3 separate regions of the Mus musculus genome follow, and regions 1 and 3 are each linked to region 2. Evidence: chromatin contacts called from public Hi-C and Micro-C data. All regions are on one chromosome and are shown on one strand. Each heading gives the region's core, a stretch centred on a gene start, on an enhancer-like site or on the middle of the called end of the contact. The rest is flanking DNA. Distances are from core to core; before and after follow the strand shown. Region 1 overlaps Trip11 (thyroid hormone receptor interactor 11). Region 2 holds the start of Tc2n (tandem C2 domains, nuclear). Region 3 holds the start of Trip11 (thyroid hormone receptor interactor 11).

Region 1 (2,979 bases), core at 19-2,518, 140 kb after region 2:
AGTAAGGAAAAGACTAAGCACTAAGCCTTTGTTAGGGCGCCTGTTCACAACAGATGCACACTCCATTGGTCCCCTGCTGCCTAGTTCTAGGGCTACGTGAGACTCAGAGTTCCCATGCTAATCAACTCATATAATATCAAAACTCAGAACAATGTCTCAGAGTGAAGTTATCCCAGTGATGCCAACTCCCTTGCATTTATTACTATTTTGTTGTGTTCACTTGGGGTCTCCTGGGGGATCTAGGCTGAATTATTTAGGTTGTACCTGTGGGCCAGTGGTTCTTGTGGGCTTACTTTCTGAGTGTCCACATCACTGTCCCTGTTTTAACAGCATCTCTGTTGTTCCAGCTACTTCTATTTTGTGTTTTCTGATCTCCATTTTGTGATACATGGTATATATTTCTTAATTTCTTAACAGAGGTGTTACTGCTATGGCAACAGAGACATCTCAGCCAATGCATTCCTAGGTTCTTACCACCTACCCAATCTCTCTAAATCATTACTAATTACACAGCCCCAGAAAAGCTTCAAGCCCCTGGCTATACCTAAACAAGAATTAGATTTAATGATGCCATTAGACCCACCCTATCATTGAGGTTCAGTTGATAATGAGTAGAGGCATCAGCTTTAAAGAACGGACAGAACTGGGAAACTTTACAAGCACCAAACCCAAGTGTACTGAGTGCCTGGGGATAAGGCCATGCACAACTTAGCCACTGAGTGTAACTTCACAGAGTTACCCAGTACCTCACCTGAGAATGTGCCCTCTCTAGCCTGTTGGATATCAGCTGTACCATGAACTATCATCAAGAAGACAAAACCATAAAAACTGGATCAGTCAAATCAGCCCCCTTGATCAATAGGTGACAGGCAACACAAAGTCACAGCTCACTATCCAGGAGAGCTGACTGGACAGCCAGGCTCTCCGAATGACTCTCATTCCATTAGATTCAGATGCAAATTGAAGCAATTGAAGTCCAACAACCTTGCCTCACTCAGCTGTGCCAAGGTAGAGCAGAAGAGCACACCAGAGTCAACAGAAGCACGGTAAGAGAGAACAAAGAAAAAAGACCTACTTTGCTTTTTAAGTTCTTCAATTTGCTCTTCTTTTAAATCTAACTGTTCTGTAAGTCTTGATGCTGAATCCAGTGCAGCATTTGCTTCATCCAAACGTTCCTGGGGGAGGAAAGCTTATTAAAAACAGTGTGCAAAGTGTCCTGCCAACTACTGGGCTGGGAGGTGCTTCAGAATCAATCAATAGCTCAGCCAGTGGCGAAGCTGCACCTCAGTGGCCATGGGCAACCTACTGACCTCATAACCCTTTACAATGGATCCATGCCCTTTTACAGAAACTAAATAAAGATGCTATAGGCCAGGCTTGGTGGCGCACGCCTTTACTCCCAGCACTCGGGAGGCAGAGGCAGGCGGATTTCTAAGTTCGAGGCCGGCCTGGTCTACAAAGTGAGTTCCAGGACAGCCAGGGCTATACAGAGAAACCCTGTCTCAAAAAAAAAAAAAAAAGATGCTACTAAAAGATAACAATTTTTTAAGTAACAGTAACAAGATAAACCATTTAAAAGATATATACAGTCAACAAATTCAGTAACAAATGGTTTTGTTCTTTTAAATTTTTGTAAGCTAACACATAAGCAAATCCCCCACTTGTTAAATGAAGCCCACCATCAACAAGAATGCACAGGAACTCTCAGCAGCATCAGGCACATGATCACAAGAACAAGTATGGCCCTGACACTGGTATGGATAACTCAGTGTACTCAGAGCTTGTGTATCTCTACCTCACTGTCTCACCATCAGTTTGTGCAAGTGCCTTATACAAGACAGAAACCCTTTGTTCTCTGGGCAATGAAAATGAGGTCTCAAATTGGTCTACTGGCTACTAGCCTTTTAACCCCTTTGTAGGGACACAGGCTCTCCTTTACTCTTTTTTTTTTTTTTTTTTTTTTTTTTTAAAGATTTATTTATTTATTATATGTAAGTACACTGTAGCTGTCTTCAGACACTCCAGAAGAGGGTGTCAGATCTTGTTACGGATGGTTGTGAGCCCCCATGTGGTTGCTGGGATTTGAACTTTGGACCTTCAGAAGAGCAGTCGGGTGCTCTTACCCACTGAGCCATCTCACCAGCCCTCTCCTTTACTCTTATAGTTTGAGTTTAATGGAGATTAAAATCCACCTTACTTCTAGACTGCACAGATAGTCAAGAGTTTATTGTAAAATATTTTGTTCTCCCTGTTTAAATTTGCAATACAGTATTTCTCAATAAATTACAATTTTTTTTTTTTTTTTTTTTTTTTGGTTTTTTGAGACAGGGTTTCTCTGTATAGCCCTGGCTGTCCTGGAACTCACGTTTATAGACCAGGCTGGCCTCGAACTCAGAAATCCACCTGCCTCTGCCTCCCGAGTGCTGGGATTAAAGGCATGTGCCACCACGTCCAACAATAAATATACTTTTGATAATCCCTAGCCTACTAAATGTCAGAAGAACTACCCTGTCATCGCACCATCAAAACCACTCTCATAGTTGACTGATTTCCAGAGTAGTTGTACTAGTCTGCACTCCCACCAGCAATGGAGAAGTATTCCTTTTGCTCCACATCCTTGCAATCATGTGCTGTCACTTGAAGGGTGTTTTTTTTTTTTTTTGGCCTTGGGCATTCTGATAGAATTTCAGGGTTGTTTTTGATTTACATTTCCCTGATGACTAAGGATGTTGAACTTTTTTTTTTTTAAGTGCTTCCCAGCCATTTGAGATTCCTCTATTGAGAATTCATTTAACTCTGTACCCCATTTTTTAACTGAGTTATTTGGTTTTTTTGAGTCTAACATCTTGAGTTCTTATATATTTTGGATATTAGCCCTCTTTTGGATGTAGGGTTAGTGAGGATTTTTTTCCCAATCTGTAGGTTGCCATTTTGTCCTATTGAATGTCCTTTGCCTTTTCAGTTTTCAGGTCCCATTTG
Region 2 (3,430 bases), core at 109-2,608:
TCCTATTTCCACTGTCTTCTAGAATTTCTCTTTTTTCTCAAAGCCTCTTCAGTCTCCTTGGTTGCCTGTACCCATCACTTAAAATATTCATAATTTCTGTGGTCTTTCTCTCTTCTGATTCTGTACCTACTTAAACGGTCTTTTATACCCTTACACAATTTCTGAGTCTAGCTTCAGAAAAACCTATTACCGATAAATCTTGCTGCCAGCTAGACAACACTGCCAGATGTCCTAAAGGAACCTTAACTTGTTTTCTCTCAACCTGAGTTAATTTCTTCATCAATAAGTTCTATTCGTGAATAATTATAATTCAAATGAACCAAAGTTCAAGACCTAGTTAAATTTTTGTGAAGGATAAAAAAGTACTCTCTCCTAGTTATAAGGGCAAAATGTTCACTAGCAATCTGTACTGAAAAACAATTACAAAGGGAATGATAAAAAAACAAATGCCCTCGAATCTCAGACCCAAATACTATTAACTTCCTTCTAGAAATGGTTTTAATCAAGTTGAATATTAAACATGTAGGAAAAAATGGGGGTTGCTGTAGATTCTGTTACGGTAAAAGGGAAGATACAACTCTACCGGTTGCCTACCAAAAAATATTTTAATTACAAAAGCAAAAACTATATGCTCTTCCTTTAAAATATTCTTCCTTTAAAATATCCTTCCTTTAAAATATTCTAAACAAATGTTTGGTTTGGTATCTATCCCACAACTTAACTATTCTATCTCCCTATATTGAAGGAAAATCATAGTAGAGCGTGAGAGAGAAAGAAAAAGCACATATGAGGTAGAAACCATATTGAGAAGTGCAAAAAGAAATGGGAAACTGGCACTTGACACCCTTTCGCAGCTCCAAAGCTTCGCAGGTAAAGTCCCGAGGCTGCTGCCTCGCTCGCCTCTCACAGACCGGAGCGCACCTGAGGCTCGCGAACCCGAGCGGACAGGGGCAGGCTCGGGTCGGCGCCAGGGCGGCCGCGGTCCGGCGTCTCACTGAGGCCACCCGCCCAGCCTCGCGGAGGGAACCGGCCTCCGCACCGCAGGCGTCCGATGGGCTCTCGGGAACAGCCGGCGCACCTACGCCACCGCGAGCCTGGACGGACGGACGGACGCTAAAGAGTCTCAGAGACTGAAAGCACCCGGCTGCGTTGCACCTCGGCCAGAAGCCCGCGGGCAGAGGCCGCTCTCGCACGCGCCCCACAGCCCCCAGAAGCCCGCCCGGAGCGAGAGACACACCTGCGTCGCCGCGGTCTGGCGCTCCTCCCGGCGCCTTCACTCAGGGCTCTCGAGGGGCGGGCGCCCTCGCGGCACCCACCGCCAAGGAGGAGTCCCACCGCTCCGGCTGCCTACCTGTAACTGACACAGCAGCGCTCAGCTCCTCCCAGCACCTCACGCGGCCACGCCCCTTTCCCCGCCCCTCACGGCCCTGTGGGCCCCGGCTCGCTCAGGACCAACAAAACCTCACCACGCCCCTCACCCCGTCAGGTGCCCCTCCTCCACCCCAGAGGTACCGGTCTCCAGGACAGCCCCGGCCCTCCTTGGGGAAGCCGGGTCAACGCTCTTAAGTTGCTACTCCCCCTCCTCTCATGCTTCCCTGCCCTACGGAGAAAACACACAAGCAAGCAAGCAAGCAAGCGCGCACACACACACACACACACACACACACACACACTCATTCACTCACTCACTCACTCACTCACTCACTCACTCACTCACTCACTCAAACAGGTACCCTTCCCCACCACCTCAGAATTCCCGCCTCCCAGGACAGCCCCGCCCCTCCTCGCGTCCGCTCCGCCCCTCAGAGTGGGACTTTCAGCACCTAGAACAATAGTGCTCCAGCTGTCTTGGTTTCTAAGCAGGACCTAGCTTGAAGACCTGGGGCATCCTCACTCCTGAAAGACCAAACCCAACCAGGCAGAACTTGAAGTGTGCTGAGTGAAACAAAAGGAGAAGGAAAGAGGGAAAGCTACTGGCCTGATGAACTCTGAATTTGGCTCCCCTAAAACTCAGTCTTTTTGCTGGAGCTGTCTCTGTACCCTTTTTTCAAAACAGAGAAGTTGGTTTTTTTGTGACTTTTAATGCTTTATAAAACGTTTAATTATAAACTGAAAAGACCTTTCAGTGGTTTTCTTAAAGACAACTGGGATTTGATTCCCAGCGCCCCCGGGGGGGGGGGGGAGGAGACGGGACTCGAAGTTCACAATTATCTATAACTCCAGTTGCAGGGGATCCAGCACCCTCTTCTGGCCTCTGTGAGCAGACTTACACATGAAGGCAAAACACCATGCATGTAAATTAATAACATAAACTAAAATTTTTCAGATTCAGTTCAAGTCTCTTCACTATGGTTGTTTTGTGTCTTCTACTGCCTGTGTCAACTACAAGGCCATGTATCACCCACCCCTTTTTTTTAATTTACATCCCAAATGCTGCTCCCCTTCCCAATCCCTCCCTCATTGAGTCCCTACCCCCATCTCCCCTTCCTTTCTCCTTTAAGAGGATGCTCCCTTTGAGTCTCCCCCACCACCCTGGCACATCAAGTCTCTGCCAGATTAGGAGCATCCTCTCACACTGAGGTCAAACAAGGCATCCTGTCTGCTACATATGGACTTGGAGCCTTGTTCCAGACCTTGTGTGTTCTTTGGTTGGTGGCTCAATCTCTAAGAGCTCCAGGGGTCCAGGTTAGTTGACTCTGTTGGTCATCCTGTGGTGTCCCCTTCCCCTTCAGGGCCTTCAATCCTTCCTAACTCTTCCATAAGTGTTCCCCATCTGCATGCAATATTTGGCTATAGGTATCTGCATCTCTTTTGGTCCATTGCTGGATGAAGCCTGTCCAGTTATACGAGACTCCTGTCATGCCTTTTCATAGGGGTCTCCATTACTTCACTCATGAAATGTTTCTAGTTCCATTCATTTGCCTGCAAAATTCATGACATCGTTGTTTTTTTAATCGCTGAATAGTATTGCATTGTGTAAATGAACCACATTTTCTGTACCCACTCTTCAATTGAAGAACATCTGGGTTATTTCCAGTTTTTGGCTATTACAAATGAAGCTGCTATGAACAGAGTGGAGCTCATGTCCTTATGGTATGGTGGAGCATCTTTTGGGTGTATACCCAGGAACAGTATAGCTGGTGTCTTGGTGTAAAACTATTCCCAGTTTTCTGAGAAACTACCAGACTGATTTCCAGAGTGGTTGTACAAGTTTGCAATCCCACCAGCAATGAAGGAGTGTTCTTCTTTCTCCACATCCTCACCAGCATGTACTGTTGCTTGAGTTTTTGATCTTAGCCATTCTGATATATGTAAGGTAGAATCTTAGGGTTAATTTGATTTGAAAATCCCAGAGTCGTTTTGATTTGAAATCCCTGAGTACTGAGGATTGCTTTAAGTGCTTCTTGGCCATTTGAGATTCCTCTGTTGA
Region 3 (3,109 bases), core at 582-3,081, 190 kb after region 2:
GCATGAGGCCTTGGGTTCAATCTCTAGCTAGTCTTTCCCACAGATTAAACCAGAACAGTAAGCTGTTCATTTATAAAGAAATAAGACTGTCCTAGCGTGGTGGTACTCACTTGTAATGCCGGCACTGAGAGGCAGGGGCAGGAAGACTGGCAGCTCCAGGACACCCTAATCTACACTGCAAACCTTGACTAAAACTTTAAAAGTATATATTATTATTATTGTATTATGATATGGATGTGTGTCTGTGCACAATTTGGGTGCCTACTGCCTGCTGAGGCCTAAAGGTGACACCCGAGTCTCTGAAAACAGAATGAAGTTGTGAGCTAGCTACCTGCCACTGGGTGCTGGGAATAGAACCTGGGTTCTCTGAGAGGGCAGCCAGTGCTCTTAGAGGCTGGATCTCCTCACTTCCTTGCTTAACAAATGTCAAGAAATCGGAAGAGTAATTAACCTAACCACTGATTACAATCGAATTCTAGGTCACTATTCATTAGGACGGCAAGATGATGACTTCAAAAATAAGGGAAGGAGCCTGGCCAGGTGAATGGGTGAGTAAAGGTGTTTGTCGTTCAAGCAAAGTAAAAGGAATTCCATCCTCAAATTCCACCTAAAGGGGAAAAGAGAACTCCACAATGTTGTCTACTGGCCTCCACACACGGGCGATGAGGTAGACACTCATGCATATGTGCATCATTTACACACACACACACACACACAGAGAGACAGACAGACAGACAGACAGAGACACCACAATATTTTTCAAGTTTTAAAGTGAGTAAAGGTAGGTAAGATTCTCAAAAGATAAAGTTCTCCAAAAGTATGGGAGAATGTGCCATCCTACACAAAACTACGTTTTCAGCTGCAAAGTGTCTTCAAGATGAGCAAAATTAGAAAACAATTGAATAGAAAAACAGCCCTATTCCCCTAACAACGTGCTAAAGCCAGATCAAGTGTTTAATCTTGAGTAATTAATGTTACAAAGTATTTGGGGGGAAGGAGGGCAATTGCCATACTTTAGTTGTCATACTAAAGGAATAGGATCAAAGTGAGATCAGCCCCCAAACTATGGGCGAAGTAAGTAATAGGCATGGGCCACCCAAATAACCCTATTCGGCATAGAAACAGCAGGTCCACTTCGCTGAGCTATCCAGCGTATTCAATGAGGGGAGAGGTCCAGAATTCTCCACCGTGGTCCTGAAGGCTGGAAAAGCGGCTACGGAGGTAAAGGGAGGAGAGCAGAGAAAAAAGCGTGGAGTGACTCCTTCGGGACCCGTCCGCGTCTGCCGACCGACCGGACCCGGAACCAAGTGGATCCCAACCGAGCCCCACCGCCCTCGCTCCAGCTGTTACCTGGCACATCCTCCGTGCCCTCCAACAGCATATCCTTCGTGAAGTTCGAAATCTGGCCAGTGAGGGAAGCCAGGCTGCCCCCTACTTGACCGAGAGACTGGCCCAAGCCGGAGCCGAGGCCCCCGAGCCAGGACGACATCGCTGCGGGTGGACACGTCCTCTCCAAATGTCCCTGGACGCCGAAGCTGGTGCGGATCCAGACGCTGAGGACTCGCAGGACACGGCACTCCCACCAACGGCCGCGTCAGAAAGCCGAGGCCCGGCCTGACGCTTCACCAAGGGTTCGCCGTTGTGGACACCGTGGGCCCCGCGAGGCCTCTGCTCATTCCCACGGCTTCCCGCCGTGCGGCTGCACTACTTCTTTCTCAGCTTTACTGACTTTCCTCAGTTTCGTGGGCCAGTCCTGCCAACTCAACGCCGGCCGCCATGACACTGCCGGGAAAGCGGCAGTGACCATAGAGAAGCTTCGCGATAGCGTAGAAGGGCCGCTGCCAGAGGCGTCCCGGGCGCGAAGGACCGTGGGATCGCGGAGGACCAAGTAAATGGGCCAGCCAGATCCGTGACTTCCGCGTAACCTGCGGAACTTTAGGTGGAGACCGAAAAGGCAGTGGCGGCGGCGGTGGCTCTTCCCACCTGCGCAGCTGCTTTTGTTTGTAAGAGGAAGTAACCCTTGACAGTGCCTTCTGATCCTGTCTACAAGAGCTATTGCATCGCTAGGATTCGATAGGGTCGTCCCACCCCACAGGGAAGCAACCTCAATCCATCTGCATTACTCTATTATCCAGCGTCTGCGGATATAAGAGCATCCGTGCCAGAGGGTTGGAAACGAGGCTACAAAGCTGAAAAAGCGGGTTGCAATTCAAATGTCCAGGCAGAAAACCCTTGTTTTGGTGTTTGTTTTCAGTTACCATGCACTTAAAGGATTGTGGGATCCCATGACCGCCTCTCAAATGATCCCTCTCTGAATAATTTTCACCAGATATCTATTTGAATTTAGGGGTTGCCTCCGAGGGTTTTTCAGCTTCCGTGTCCCAGAACAAGGAATTGGACAGAGACACGTGGCTAGTAGTAAGGAAGACAAGAAAATGAAGAAAAGACACACACCCAAGAGAAGCAGCAGGCCAGAACACTGTCATTGGGGGTGGGGTTGACGAGCTACACTTTCAGCTTGAATGATGGAGAATTTTTGGTGCTGAAGATCAAATCCAGAGACTTGTACAGGCATTGAGGCTTTTCGGCTTAGCCACATCCTCAGCCCTTGTTTGAGATAGGCTCTCCTATAATCCAGGTTGGTTTTGAACTGATGACCCTTCTGCTTCTACCTCATGAGTACTGGATTACAAGAATGTACCATCATGCCCAATACAGTGTTTTTAAGTGTAGTATATATAGTCGTCAAATGATTTAACATGTCTACTGTTAATTCTGGGCACTAGGGAATGTTAGGGAGAAAGTAAAACAGGGTAAGGTAAGGAGAGTATGGGCATGCCACAGTAGGTTGAGCCCTGGGGATGTAGAAAATGGCTGAGGACTCCACAATAAGATAATCTTGCATAGAGACTTGAAATGAGCAAGTGAGAGATACAGCTATGGGGGGGGGGCGCTCCCATATAGCTTATCTAGACAATAAGACATAACTGAGTATAATAAAGTCCCTTTGGCTGGAGGCCCCTGGCAATTTTGAGAATTTATAAGAAGGCAAGGATGGCTTAAGAATGAATTGGGGAATATTTGTAAGTATGGACCCAGAAGGCATGAA

Evidence for each region. Hi-C and Micro-C count contacts between places; a contact is called where the count stands out from the background.
Region 1: a contact with region 2 is called in a Hi-C map of embryonic stem cells, with 1.7 times the contacts expected there. The contact joins the enhancer-like site here to the promoter of Tc2n in region 2. A contact is called at or near these places in 2 of 39 promoter capture datasets (the HPC-7 cell line and stem cell-derived epiblast-like cells) and 12 of 484 Hi-C or Micro-C datasets (the G1E-ER4 cell line, the HL-1 cell line, the HPC-7 cell line and 5 more).
Region 3: a Micro-C map of embryonic stem cells shows a contact between it and region 2, with 8 times the contacts expected there. The contact joins the promoter of Trip11 here to the promoter of Tc2n in region 2. A contact is called at or near these places in 2 of 484 Hi-C or Micro-C datasets (both in embryonic stem cells) and 1 of 9 other capture datasets (pancreatic islet).

What each region holds. Positions count from the first base shown.
Region 1 is chr12:101,861,518-101,864,496 of GRCm38.p6, forward strand. Trip11 (thyroid hormone receptor interactor 11) reads right to left here. Exons shown (of 21, transcript NM_028446.1): 16 at 1,076-1,175. Among named protein-coding and RNA genes, the nearest start is that of Fbln5, 44 kb to the left of the region's middle. Within about 2 kb of position 1,269, at least 6 of the 459 cell types and tissues checked have an H3K27ac peak or open chromatin away from gene starts, as enhancers often do. A contact at or near this core is called in embryonic stem cells, where this site is marked.
Region 2 is chr12:101,717,165-101,720,594 of GRCm38.p6, forward strand. Tc2n (tandem C2 domains, nuclear) reads right to left here and starts at 1,359. Exons shown (of 12, transcript NM_001082976.2): 1 at 1,238-1,359.
Region 3 is chr12:101,911,340-101,914,448 of GRCm38.p6, forward strand. Trip11 (thyroid hormone receptor interactor 11) reads right to left here and starts at 1,832. Exons shown (of 21, transcript NM_028446.1): 1 at 1,351-1,832. The coding sequence starts at 1,489. Gm20036 (predicted gene, 20036) reads left to right here and starts at 1,328. Exons shown (of 2, transcript NR_152255.1): 1 at 1,328-2,638.